2 separate regions of the Mus musculus genome follow, and region 2 is linked to region 1. The links are chromatin contacts, called in public Hi-C maps. All regions are on one chromosome and are shown on one strand. The core of a region is the stretch at or near the end of the contact, and the rest is flanking DNA. Distances in the headings are between cores, read along the strand shown.

Region 1 (6,859 bases), core at 2,242-4,741:
TTTCAGTTACTTAGGAAGCTGAGGCAGGATTCCTTACATCCAACCAGGCCAGCGTAGAGAACATAGCCAGAGACTGTTTCAAAATACACAAACACTGTGCCTAGCTCGGTCTGACTTCAGGAATTACACTGTTCAGTGACAGGGTTCCAACCCTCACCAGCTGCCATTTGCTGGAAATCTGGTACTGTCCAGCCCAAAGGGAGACAAACACCACCAAGGTTTGGGACTTTAGAGTGGAACCGGACAACTAGGGGTGAGGGACTGCCTTAGTGTAGGGAATAAGAAGGCAGGCCTGGATGTCTGCTACACTCTAGCTGATCTCGCCCCACGGGCTGTCTGCCAAGGTCTCGTTTGCATATAAATGGCTTCTCTGAAATACAATTATGGTTTCTCTTCTCTCCCTAATGGAAGGGCTTTCACTGGTAATTAAACAGCTTCCTCAAAAAGCCTTGCCAGCTCTGGGCCCACTGGCCCAGCTGGTCCCACCCAACACCCTGAGGGTCTGGCAAGGACCTTGCTGTGTCTTAATGGACCCCTGGGACTAGTCCCTGGGGGCTGAAAAGTATGGCCACCCCTCCTCCAGAGGTTGGTAATGCAGATGAAGGCCAGTTACCCTTCTGAGCCTGTTCCTTGAGAAAACACCTTGTGCTGTTTAAGAGAGGTTGTTCTCCCAAGTGGGCTGTGGGAAGGGGTTCAGCCACTCTCAGCTCCTGAGGTGAGAGAAGACAGGGCCTACACTGCTTCCCACAGCTACGGGGACTGCTGCTTACTGCCCTACTTCCCCACTGCCCACACACTCTTGGCTCCTTTCCCTCGGGGCCTGTGTGCTTACTCTGTACTCCAGATGCCTCTATATCCTGATACACAGCCAGGCAAATTCCTAAGTAAGACTTTGGGAACCAGACCCTGAGAGGAGAGGTCTTAGGGGCCAGTTTCCCCCCACCCCGTTCTTCAATTCCCGCATTCTTCTCCATCCCTCACTTGTTTTCCGGTGTAGGAGGTCTAGTCAAAACTCTTTTGTACCCAGGTAGATGAGGCATCTAATTTGGCAACCCCTTGCCAACAAGGCTGTCAGGATGGAAGCAGCCTCCTTACAGGTCCTGTTGGCCACCCAGGCCTCTCAGCCTTCTGCTTGCTCCTCTGGGCTCAGGCTAGGAGGCAGCTAATTAGGCTCTGTGTTCTACCCAACATTCCTTAGCCCATGCCTGTGGGTATGTTACAGACCCAGGGCTTGGCAAACCAGGCCAGTGGCAGTCTGGACAATTGCTGGGTGCCTCACCCCCATACTTTCTAAAGTGGGGAGCATTTGAGAGCAGGCTAGAGCTTTGCACATTGGGTCTCTGACTGGAGGGTAGGGGCTAGCTAATGCTGACTTCCTGGGTTCAGGGGATGGGAGAGGCAGTGGAAGGTGTTCTCAGAGTTTTGAGGTACAGGTTAAAGCTGTCCAGTGTCTCACTGTTGCCCTCAACAGCCTGAGTTCCCTCCAGGGTTTTAGGGATCTCAGCTCAGGCCAAACCAGGATTGATGGCCTGAAAGAGTTTCAGGACCAGCCAATTTATGAAGCAAACTTGGAGGGTTTTGTTTTGGTTTTGGTTTTTGGTTTTTTTTGTTGTTGTTGTTGTTTTTGTTTTTGTTTTTGTTTTTGTTTTTCGAGACAGGGTTTCTCAGTATAGCCCTGGCTGTGCTGGAACTCACTCTGTAGACCAGGCTGGCCTTAAACTCAGAAATCCGCCTGCTTCTGCCTCTGGAGTGCTGGAATTAAAGGAGTGCGCCACCACGCCCGACTTTGGGGTTTTTTTATTAAAGTTATTTTAGTATATAGTTAAGCATGAGGATTAAGAGACAAAGACGGCTCAGAAGAAAATAAGATAGAGTCACATGTGAGCACCGTACCTAAAGGGAGAGGGAGCAGCCTCACCTCTTTGCTCTCTTTTGTTCTTACTGTAGCCATATACGGGATCTGGGTTGGGTCTGACTGTCTTATCACTGGTGGGCTCTTGATAGGACTACTATCACTAAGGTAAAAGTTTAATCCCTGGGAACACAGGAAGGCGGGACAGCTTTGCTGTAGAAAGGGCTTGTTTCGCCCCACAAATTTCAACCAAACTATAGTATAGGAAAAAGAATGAGCCCCTCCACAAGGTCATACACACTCAGGCCTTAAGACCTGCTCAACATAAAATCTTTGTATTTAAAAGACGTATTAAGTCTGTGTCAGCCGCCTTTGCCGCAGATGTCGGTTGTGCTGGAACTGCTTGCTTCTTCTCTGATGGAAAGAGGTTGCAATCAGACTCCAGGCTGGGGGGCTCCCATGCCCTCTCATCTCACCTCCACACCATAATTCCTTTGTCTGTCCTACCCAACTCTGGGTAGGTAATGCTAACCGAGTCTCCAGATGATGTCACTCCAGGCCTAAGGGCTGGCTGGCTGGACTGAGAGGGTCTGACTTGGTGTAAGACCCACAGACTGGTGCTGCCATATAGCTCAAGAAGGGGAAACTGAGCATAAGGCCGGGCTGTAGTCAGTTGCTAAGGTGCTGGCTAGTCTGTCCAAAGCCCTGGGTTCTGGGCTCAGTACCCCATACACTGGCATACACCTATAATTAAGAGGTGGAGACACAGACTAGCCTGACCTGTATGAATCGGTCTCAAAAGTCCAGGTAGGGTTAAACTGGCCTTAGCCAAAGGCTATGGGCTAGGGTCACAGAATTGGAGGGTGCGGGGCACCCCACTTTCCACCAGCACACACCCTGTATACTCACCACACACACATTCTTGGTACAATGAGCGTCCTCACCACAAAGCCAGTGCCTCATGCTACCTACTCAACCCTCTCCTCTCCTCCCCTCCCCTCCCCTCCCCCACCATCCCGTCTCTGTCCACCTCCCACTTGAAGCTGGCTTTGGAATCACACTTGCTGGGAGAGTCGGGGTAGAAGTAGGGGACTGAGGAGAACCCCTGGTCACCGGGATCTCTTTCTCTTCCTAGGAGCAGTCAGGGCTTCATGCACATGAAGCTGTCCCGGACTAAGGAACACAAGTATGTGTTGGGCCAGAACAGCCCACCCTTCAGCAGCGTCCCTGAAATCGTGCACCACTATGCCAGCCGCAAGCTGCCCATTAAGGGAGCGGAACACATGTCCCTGCTCTACCCTGTGGCCATCCGGACTCTGTAGATGTGAGACCAGGGCACTATGATAGACCTGGACCCAGTCCTTGTCACCTGCACGGGGGCAGCGGTTCTTACCAAGGACATGATGTCAGAAACCTGGCTTCCCCTTGTCCTAGGATCTAGCAGGCGCTGAAGATTCCTTAATTTATTATAAAGGGGAGGGAATCCTGGGCCTTGGAATAAAGGGACTGTGTGGAGCTGGGCACCGAGGAGAGCCTGAGGAGGAAGGGGTCTCCCCGCCCCAGTCAGACACTAGGGAGGGAGTGGCGACCTCCCTCCCGCACCACCCACCCTCCGCATCCTCCCTTCTCCCCGTCCCCAGCGGGCCGCCCGGGCTCCGGGCCAGAGGCTCGGCCAGGCAGAGCTGCGGCTGCCGGCGCCGCCCAGGGGCTGCCGGGAGGGGGCGGGGAGCGAGCCCGACTATAAATTGAGGCTGGAGCCGACGCCGGCCGCCTGCGAAAAGCACTTTCCGAGCATCCACTCGCTTCCTTTGACCAAACACCTCACGCCGGGCAGGGGGCGTCCAGGCCGCGTCGCTCCTGCCATTGCTCCCGAGCGAGCCCGGCTTCCCGCCAGCAGCGAGCGGTTTGTCTGGGAGGCGCCGAGAGACAAAGAGGCAGCGCGCCAGGCTGACGGCGCGGATGGCGCTGCCACGCGGGCGGGAGGCGCGCTTCCCTGAGGCGGCGCGCTCCCGCTCCTGGCTGGCTGGCTGGGCGCGCCGTGTCCCTTTCCCTTAGCTCCCTCTGGTGGCCGGGTCTGGGGCCACGCACCTCAGCCGACCCCCGTGGGTCCGGGGCCTTCCCGCTGCTCCACAGACAGGTTCTGTGGGAGCCAGACGCCCTCGGGACGGTTGTCCTCTTAGGACAACCTGAGGCCCCTTGCTTGCCTCAACCCAAGCCCGCGGTGCATTAGCGCTGATTAGAATCAGTTGGGAATTTCTCCAAAGTGAGGATGTGTGATCTGAGAAACGAGGTATTCCGAATAGATCATTTGGCATTGGGCACCTTTTCAGAAACTCTCTGAAGGTTGCTCTGCCTTTGAATGATAGGAAGAGGACCCACCATTTTGCACCTGAGAAAACAGGCCTAGAGGGGTTAGGAGACATCTATCTCCTCATGCTGCCTGGAAGACCTTGTCTCAGGGCAGAGCTAGAATAGCTGATGCCCTGGAGGAAGCCAGGCCGACTGCAGCTCCCTGAGGACTCCTCTCTGTCCTTGTGATCCGCTGTCAGCAGCCTAACACCAGAGTGAGGAAGGGCTTTTCAGTCTTCGCTGCTTTTATTCAGTAGATACTGGAGAGATGCCTGGACCACCGTGGCAAAGCCCACTGGGTGGATGATTTCCTTAGCTCCACCTTGACCTAAGGCAGCAAAAAAGAAACTCCAAAGGGGGAAACACCGTTTATTTGCAAAACAGACCACTAGAAGAGGGAGATGGGGCTGAGGGGCACTGCTCCAGGCGGTTAGTGGGCACAGAAAGGTCTGACTACATTTTACATTTTGAGAGATCAGTTGTTCAGTTAGGCTGGTCCTGAGGGTTTCTGTAAGTTGCCCCTGGCTACTCTAAGACATCTCCCAACCATTTTGAAGAGAGGAAGAACACAGTGAAGAGGACTTGAAGACGCCAGCATCCATACTATCACTCAGACTCACTTTCAAAAACTTGACAGGTTGTCTACTGTCAAGTTTTTGCTTAATTCTCACTTTGTCTCAACCCAAAAGCTCCCCTACTTCTGAACCTATAGTTCTTAAACAGTGCTCCTTCGACAAACTCAAGACACATTCTGGCCCTAGAGATCTCTGAGCCTACACATGATGCCTGAGCGAGGCTACTTGGACCAACCAAGTTGGCAGGTGGGAAGGGCCAAGGCTGAGGTGGCCAGAAATGAGTACTGGGTTAAGGCACAGGCCAAAGCCCCTGCTGTCCCAGCAGGGCAGTAGTGGGCATAGTTGCTGGGCAGGAGGCCTAGAAGTTCTCATAATGGTGAGAAAAATGAGTCCTGTCCTGCCTGTTGATGAGCTGACAAGCCTTCTCCACATTCTTGGTCATGCCAGGGGGACCACAGCTAAATACTCCAATCTTTCGGACCTGTTGAAGGAGGAAGAGCCAAAGATGAACATATTTACTGGTAGAGCTGGATCAGTATTCAAAACAGTAGCCAGGTTCATGTTCCTGGTGCAGGTTAGCTTTATGGTCCTATTAAAGACCATCCAGTGTTCACACTCAAGGTTTATTTTATACCGTGTATGGTGAGGGCTGGCTCACTGTAAGTCTAGCTCAATTTTGTAAGTGCTAGGTCAGTGTAAAAGGACCAACTGAGTCAATGTTCAAATTGAGGGACAGCCTGGTGTATAAGTTATCTGCAGCCAGCCCACTCACTGTTCATGGCGAAAACTAGTTCCACATCCACGGGGAGAGCTGGCTTAGTATTAATGGTGAGTATAGCCCTGACTGTATAGTAAGGAATATTTCTATTACTGAGCTCTTCTGTTTTGGTGGATGAACTTAGACTTCAGAGTTGGCAGATCTCTGTTCCCTTCATCCGTCTTTCCTTCCTTCCTACCTTAGGGTGGCCCTCCATCTATGTTTCTCCAGTCTGTAACATACCAGTCTCCCAAGAGATGACTTCTCAGCAGTAACCAGTTGTTTCCTTGATAGACTAGGATTGAGAGCTTTGCTCAGTCCTCGGGTGATCAAAGGAGCCGAGAACTAAGATATGAAGTAGACTTACTTGGGGGTGGACTTCCTGCAGAGAGTTGAAAAAGGGCTCAAAGGGAGGGCGACCAAAGTGGGTGATGGAGCGCAGGCCCGTGAACAGACTCCTGTTCAGCACCTTCTGGAAGTGCCGCTCACAGATGTACTGGCAAATGAAATGGGGGAGGAAGGCCATTGCTAGGAACAACCCTTGGCCCTGGGAGTGGCCCTCCTGCCATGCCTGGCTTGCCCTGACCTACCAGCATGGTGGTCCTGAGGTCGAACTTCTCAGCCAGCTGAGTAATATAGATGTGCACAGACACCAGGTCCTGGCGGTCATTCTCCTCCACCTCCCGGATGATGTCAGCCAGCCACTCAAACTGCCTCTGAGTCCTTGTCACCCAGATGAAGTAGATCTGAGGGCACACACTGGGGCTCAGGGCCAGCTCAGCTTGGCTTCCCTATAGATCCTGGATCTCAACATGGAATTCTGACCTCAGCTAGTCTGTTCCTATCCCTAGACCACCTAGGAAATAGAATGTACAGGAAGTAGGGCCAGCCTCAATACAGAGATGTATTTTGCCCTTGGACAGAGTGGTGTGAGTGAGAAGCGATCTCACCAAAGAGCCTTCCACCACTGATCTGAACGTCTGTCAGGTCCAAGGCAGCTTCCTCAAGCCAAGCCCATTCTAGTGTGAGCAGCTGCCTAGAGGCAGAACTTTTGAGCTGAAAGGCATTTCATAGAGCTGCCACCCTAGGGATCTTTAGCTGCCTGAAATGTGATTTAAAAAAAGAAAGGAGGCCTCCCTGGCAGGAGCCAACTCAAGCTTTCAAGAGGATAAGCCAGGTACTGCAAGTGAAGGAACAGAAGAAGAGTTGGCACCCTCTGAGTGCAGGCAACGCATAGGCTGGGCCTCTGCCTGCCACATTCCAGCACACCTGATTCACCTGCCAGGCCCAGAGAGACAAGCAAGGACCTGCCACTGGGTCGGAATT
Region 2 (6,859 bases), core at 1,805-4,304, 320 kb before region 1:
CATCCATGCTCTCAGCCCTTACGACCAGATTAAAGCCGGGACTGATCTTATCATTGATCTCGTGCAGTCTCAACTCCTGCTCTCTGAAGATCATTGCAGCGCCAGCGGGCTGCCCCAGGCACTAAAACGCTAAAAACCTGCGGGCTTGGGCAGCTGTGTGGGAAGGGGTGGATGACAGGGGTGGTGCACAGCAGAATCAGGCTTGCCTTATCAATAGTTGCCTAATTGAATGTAGAACTACCAGACCTGATTTTTTTTTTTTAGATTTTTATTTTTTGTAAATGAAAGTCCTCAAAGGAGCTATGCCTTTCTCAAGCACTGTTGGTAAGGTACTCAGGAGACAGCCTAGTGAAATGAAGTGGGTTTGGATCCAGCCTGTGGAGAGTTCAAATTCCAGCCTGCTTGTTTGATACAAGCAAATTGGCATAGGTAATTTTCCTATACAAATTTGATACTAAGGACCATGTGTGATCATCTCTAAGGCTCCACACAAAGAGAGATCTTATTCTGAAAATCAGCATAGGCATACACTACAGGTGATCAGCATAGGCATACACTACAGGTGATCATAGCATAGGCATACACTACAGGTGATCATAGCATAGGCATACACTACAGGTGATTTTGTGGATTCCAAGTAGATTCTCTCCTCGGGGACTAATCTGAGGATGGATGGAAACCTTAGTATATAGATGTCAGTTAGGGCTACTATTTGCTGTGATGAAACACCATGACCGAAAGCAGTTTGAGGAAGAAAGGGTTTCTTTGTCTACATATCCAGGTCATAGACCACTGAGGGCAGCCTAGGCAGGCTGTGTGACAACCTGGAGCCAGGATCTGATGTAGAAGCCAAGGAGGAATGATGTTTGGTGGATTGTCCATCCCAGCTTCCTCAGCTTGCTTTCTTACAGAACCCAAGACTACCAGGCTAGGAGCAGCACTGCCTACAGTGGGCTGGGCCTTCCCATATCAATCGCAATTAAGAAAATGCCCCCCCCCCCGCACCACAGGCCCACCTTTAACCCCACCTTGTGGAGGCATTTTCTCAGTTGAGGTCCCCTTCTCTCAGATGACTCTAGCCTGTGTCACAGTGGCATAAAAAGAGTCAGCACAGTATTTTACATCAGTTTCTTTCATTCACATCACCTTCTGGGCAGAGAAGAACTAATCCTGAGTTTAAAGCCTGCTCAGTGGGTATGGTCTGGACCAGTGCCTTCACTGGCGGGGTGGGAATTGTCGCCTGACTTGTAGAACTCTTCTAAGAACTAACTGAACTCACACATTCCAGGCCTCTGGCGTAAGCTGCGTATTCCACCACTCTCCCTCCAGTTTGGTTTCCTGAGGATCCCCGACTTCCCTATCTTTACAGACGCTCGACAAACAAACTCAAACTCTCTGACTTAAACACACATGTAGGGTGCAGGGTGGGTTTCACGAATGAGTCACTCATAATTGTCCTAGCCCAGAACATTCCATCAGCTCGGAAATTATACCCTATAGCAGACCCCTTTCCCCGCTCCCCTTGTTCTCCCATCAAAAGCCTGTGATTAAGGAACATGTCCCGGGGCAAGATCTAATCAGTCATAGGTAGAAGGACCTAAAATTCTTAAGCAATCTCTCAGTTCAATACACCCACACCCAGAGTCATAGCCTGAAAATAGCTGTTCTCTGGGGTGAGCACTGACTAGAGATATCTCTGTCACATCACGTGTGACAGACAGAATGTGAGTTCTGGGAGCTCTGTTAGTCTAGTCTCCTGCACTGGGTGGTCGCCACGCCCCATCCAGTTGTCTCCTCTTTCTCCCCTCACCAACACCTGCACCCCATCCCCCCATCTATGCACCTCATGTTTGCTAGGTTACCTCAGACCTCCACCCATGCCCACTTATCTATTCACCTAAACTGCTCCACTTCTCAGTCACACTGGATCCTTCCTCCTATTTCTTGGCAGACTTCAACACCAAGCTTATCCATAGCCTATGCAGAGTCCATTTGGCTACAAGCACCTTAAGAACAAGATCAATATTTCAGCCCAGCGACTCCATCTTTGCTCAACGAGCGATAAGTCAATGAATCCAGATTGTAGACAAGCATGGGATTCTCTCCCTGACGCCAGCTCATGGGAGTAACCAGCATGCTCCAGGACTCTGTGGCCTGGTGTGATGGCTACTTCTGCTGTTAAACTAAACTTAATTAAAATTCAATATTACTATAGGATCTAGCCTCTTTTTTCTCCCATGTGTAAGCTCAAAGAACAAAGCAAGCCACGTGCCCTGAGTTCGTCTCTGGATTCCACCCTTCTTCCCCTGTAACCCCTTTTAATCCTAATTTATCTGCCTCGGTTTATTCAAAATATCCCCATGAGGTCTCCAATGCCCTTCCAACTGACAAAGCCCTTAGAGTTCTTTGAGTAGATTTTTGTTTTCTTTATTGAAGTCTCCTATGATTCAAACATCAAGACAATATAAAACAAACACACACACACACAGAGAAACAGACACACACAGAGAGAGAGAAAGGGAGAGAGAGAGGAAGAGAGAGAGAGCAATATCTCAAGTCAGCCCCCACTGTATACACTTGTGTTAGCTGCTTCTTAAGTCACTTCTCCCAAAGGGTAACTGCCCATTCTCTCCCTACCACACAGGACAGCACGCACAGACACACACCGCTGCTCAGCTGCTTTGCCGTCTGTGGCCTTCCATATCAGCACCTCCAGAGCCTTCTCAGGCTTGCTCCCCAAGTCCCAAAAGGATCGATCTGCCCACTCTGCCTCTGGGGACTTGGCTCCTGACACCACACTGGTTCTGCGCCTATACCCTTTCCTGCTTCTCCTCTCACCTCACTTCTCTGAGCTCTTATGGGGAGCCCTTGCCTCGCCTGGTTCCTGCAGTGCCCTCCAAAGCCCTGTGCTTCCCTCCAATGCTCAGCCTGTGAGGTGTTTGAATACTTGGTTCTCGGTGGGTTGTGCTGTTTGGGAAGATGTAGAGGGTGTGGCCTTTCTGGAAGAAGTACATCACTGGTGTTGGGCTTTGAGGTTTCAAAATTTGCTCCCTCTGTTTCCTGTTTGTGGTTCAAGATGTGGGCCCCCAGCTCTCAGCTTCCAGCTCCTGCTGCCTGCTGCCTTTACCCTGCCATCTTGAACTCTAAAATGCTAAGCCCAGGTAAGCCCGCCCGCCCTTCTTTCAGCAGCTGTGTTCCGCAGTAGGAAAGTAACTAGCACAGCTTGTAAAATTCAGCCCTTCCTGGGGAAATTTCCCAGGAAGCAGGAGCAGATGGCTGAGACTTTCCATTAGGCACAACTAGCTACGAGTTAGTGCACAACTAGCTACAAGTTAGTGCACAACTAGCTACGAGTTAGTGTGGAGCCTTCTGCATCCACGGCTGCCCTGCTCATTCTCACAGCCACCAAAAAACCAAAACAGACAAAAAACAACAAGGGGGACCTGCAGCTCCCAGATCACCTTCTGCTCTTTATGGGCATCCTCAGGCACTCAGACATCCCACCTTTGGAGAAAACAGTGCCCTTGCATTTCATCTAGCTTAAATTTTGAAAGCAATTAATAATAATGAGAAAGGCACAGCCAGAAAGAAAAGAGACACAGTGCATGAATATCAGAGGGAAGGAGCCTGGGGAGGTGGCTCCGCGGATAAAGGCATAAAGCAGATAAAGGCCACCAAACCTGAGCACCTCCATTCACTCCCAAAACCTACCTGGTGGAAGGAGACACAGACTCTTCTAAGATGTTCTCTGATACCCATCCACCCTCCACAAGTACACCGCAGCATGTGCATGGGTGCCCCGACCCAGAAATAAATACATAAATGTAAAAAAAAGAAAAAAGAAAGAAAGAAAGAGAGAGGGGGGGAGGGAGGGAGGAAGGGAGGGGGGAAGGAGGGAGGGAGGGAGAGAGACAGAGAGAAAGAGAGAGAGAGAGAGAGAGAGAGAGAGAGAGAGAGAGAGAGAGAGAGAGAGAGAGAGAGAGAGAGAAAGAAAAAAGGAAGGGTCGAGCAAGAGAGCAAGAGCAGCAGCTATGGCTGCCTAGACCTTGGATCAGGCTCTGTGGTAACTTGGGCTACCTCAGTTTCCAGCATTTGCACAGCAGCTGCTGAACACTACCCAAGGGAATATGTAGTGTGGCCGGCACCAACCACATGGTTAATAACCGCTAGTATCCATCCCTTCTATTACTCACACTCGCAGCCCACAGCTGCTCCATTAGCTGTGCAAAGACTGTGGATCTGTGGAGGTTCTGTGTTTCCCTGGCTAGGCACCATCTACTCTTGTAACTGTGCCCCGGGAAACAGGCCCCCTGGTACCAATCCATCTTGGCATCAATTAATGCTAGGGAAAGCAAGAGGATCTTAATGCTTTTAACAGAGCAAAGTAAAGTGACTTTCTGATAAAGACATAGTACAGGATATAAGCCAGTAAAACAAAATGACTACATCAGAAATCCCCATGGAGAAGGTTCTGTTCAATAAACAGAACACAGTAAAATGACACCAAGATGTCTCACTTAATGAATTCTGCTAAGGAATGTCAATGAATCCCTGATAAATGATAAACATTGATTTATAGCAGATTCTGTAGTGGGACATGTTTTGGCAGAATGGGAGATTAAATAGTTGGATGTAGTAGCACTTACCTTTCACCTCAGCACTGAGGTCAGGGGCTCTTCAGAGGCAGGCTGATCACTGTGAGTTCCATATCAGCCTGATCTATACAGCAAGTCCCAGGCCACCTAGGACTATATAATCTGTCTCAAAAATCAAGCAGACAGGTGGTGGTGATGGTGCAGGCATTTAATTCTAGCACTCAGGGGGCAGAGGCTGGTGGGTCCCTTAGTTCAAGGCCAGCCTGGTCTACAGAGTGAGTTCCAGAACAGCTAGGAATACCCAGAGAAACCCTGTCTCGAAAAACCAAACAAACAAGATTAGCTAGACGATGCATGAAAACTTTTGCTGAGACACACTGAAGAAAACCTATATATCATGTCAGGCCTCTGGAAATACATGTATTAAATATTAACATAAAGCTGGCTTCCATATAAATGCTGATCCATAATGAAAACAGTAAATAAGCAAAGGCTATACATTGAGAAGGCAGTATGTGTGAAGGGAAGTCACCATCAGGCATTTCAGAGGAAAACACTCAAGTTTCTGTAATGATTAAAGAAGCATATACTAGCCCGCTCAGGCATTGCTCTGAGACAGTAGGGAGATTACGAACTGTGATGGTTTGTATATCCTTGGACCAGGGAATGACACCATCTGGAGGTGTAGCCTTGTTGGAATAGGTGTGACCTGGTTGGAATGGGTGTGTTACTGTGGGTGTGGGTATAAGATCCTCACCCTATTTGCTTGGAAGTCAGTCTTCCACTAGCAGCCTTTGGATGAAGACATAGAACTCTCAGCTCCTCCTGTGCCATGCCTGCCTGGATACTGCCATGCTCTCACCTTGATGATAATGGACTGAACCTGTAAGCCAGCCCCAATTAAATGTTGCTTTTTATAAGACTTGCCTTGGTCATGGTGTGTGTTCACAGCAGTAAAACCCTAACTAAGACACGAACCTTCCCGAGCATCTAAGATCACTTTTATCCTCACATCTGCAAAGTGTTTGACCCAGTTCTGACCTTTCTAGGTTAATACAGTCTGCATTGTTTTACATTTGACTGCTTTTTTCATTTATTTATTTTTTATTAGGTATTTTATTTATATACATTTCAAATGCTATCCCGAAAGTTCCCTATACCCTCCCTCTGCCCTGCTCCCCTACCCACCCACTCCCGCTTCTTAGCCCTGGTATTGGGGCATATAAAGTTTGCAATACCAAAGGGCCTCTCTTCCCAGTGATGGCTGAGTAGGCCATCTTCTGCTACATATGCGGCTAGAGATACGAGCTCTGGGGGTACTGGTTAGTTCATATTGTTGTTCCACCTATAGGGTTGCAGACCCCTTCAGCTCCTTGGGTACTTTCTCTAGCTTCTCCATTGGGGGCCCTGTGTTCCATCTTATAGATGGCTATGAGCATCCACTTCTGTATTTGCCAGGCATTGGCATAGCCTCATATGAGACAGCTATACCAGGGTCCCTTCAGCAAAATCTTGCTGGCATATGCAATAGTGTCTGGGTTTGGTGCCTGATTATGGGATGGATTCCCGGGTGGGGTAGTCTCTGGATGGTCCATCCTTTCGCATTTGACTGCTTTTGATTATCTTAAGCTTGGAGAGTGTACTCACATTTGTGCTGCATATAGGGCATTTTTGGTTTGGTTGTTCTGTTGTTAGCTGTTTTGTTTTTATCAGCACTATAATCTGTCTATAATACCTACTCTTCCTGGACATGTCAGAGGTCTCCATTATTGGCCAGTGCCAGTAGTACAGTTGGAATTAATCTATAGTTCTTGGTTTACAGCTGTGGATATTTTTTTTCTTTTTAAATCTTTAGTTAAGATTTATTTTATTTTTAGAATTATTTACTTATTTTAGGTATATGAGTACACTGCAGCTGTCTTCTGACACACCAGAAGAGGGCATCAAATCCTGTTACAGATGGTTGTGAGCCACCATGTGGTTGCTGGAAATTGAACTCAGGACCTCTGGAAGAACAATCAGTGTTCTTAACTACTGAGCCATTTCTCCAGCCCAAGATTTATTTTATTTATGAGTACACTGTAGCTGTCTTCAGACACACCAGAAGAGGTTATCCCCTTACAGATGGTTGTGAGCCAAAATGTGGTTGCTGGGAATTGAACTCAGGACCTCTGGAAGAGCAGAGGGTTCTCTGAACCACTGAGCCATCTCTCCAGTCGGACATTTCTATTGAATATATACCAAGGAATCCAGTTGCTGTGCTG

Evidence for each region. Hi-C and Micro-C count contacts between places; a contact is called where the count stands out from the background.
Region 2: a Hi-C map of neutrophils shows a contact between it and region 1, with 4 times the contacts expected there. The contact joins two enhancer-like sites. A contact is called at or near these places in 1 of 15 datasets of contacts at CTCF or cohesin (large pre-B cells), 1 of 484 Hi-C or Micro-C datasets (neutrophils), 4 of 115 datasets of contacts at active chromatin or transcription factors (bone marrow-derived macrophages, embryonic stem cells, large pre-B cells and 1 more) and 1 of 9 other capture datasets (liver).

What each region holds. Positions count from the first base shown.
Region 1 is chr2:122,345,668-122,352,526 of GRCm38.p6, reverse strand. Duox1 (dual oxidase 1) reads right to left here. Exons shown (of 33, transcript NM_001099297.1): 31 at 6,124-6,279; 32 at 5,901-6,029; 33 at 4,555-5,257. The coding sequence ends at 5,135. Shf (Src homology 2 domain containing F) reads left to right here. Exons shown (of 7, transcript NM_001374011.1): 7 at 2,988-3,635. The coding sequence ends at 3,174. Among named protein-coding and RNA genes, the nearest start is that of Shf, 20 kb to the left of the region's middle. Within about 2 kb of position 3,491, at least 252 of the 459 cell types and tissues checked have an H3K27ac peak or open chromatin away from gene starts, as enhancers often do. A contact at or near this core is called in neutrophils, where this site is marked.
Region 2 is chr2:122,669,231-122,676,089 of GRCm38.p6, reverse strand. No RefSeq gene overlaps it. Among named protein-coding and RNA genes, the nearest start is that of 4930417H01Rik, 30 kb to the left of the region's middle. Within about 2 kb of position 3,054, at least 49 of the 459 cell types and tissues checked have an H3K27ac peak or open chromatin away from gene starts, as enhancers often do. A contact at or near this core is called in neutrophils, where this site is marked.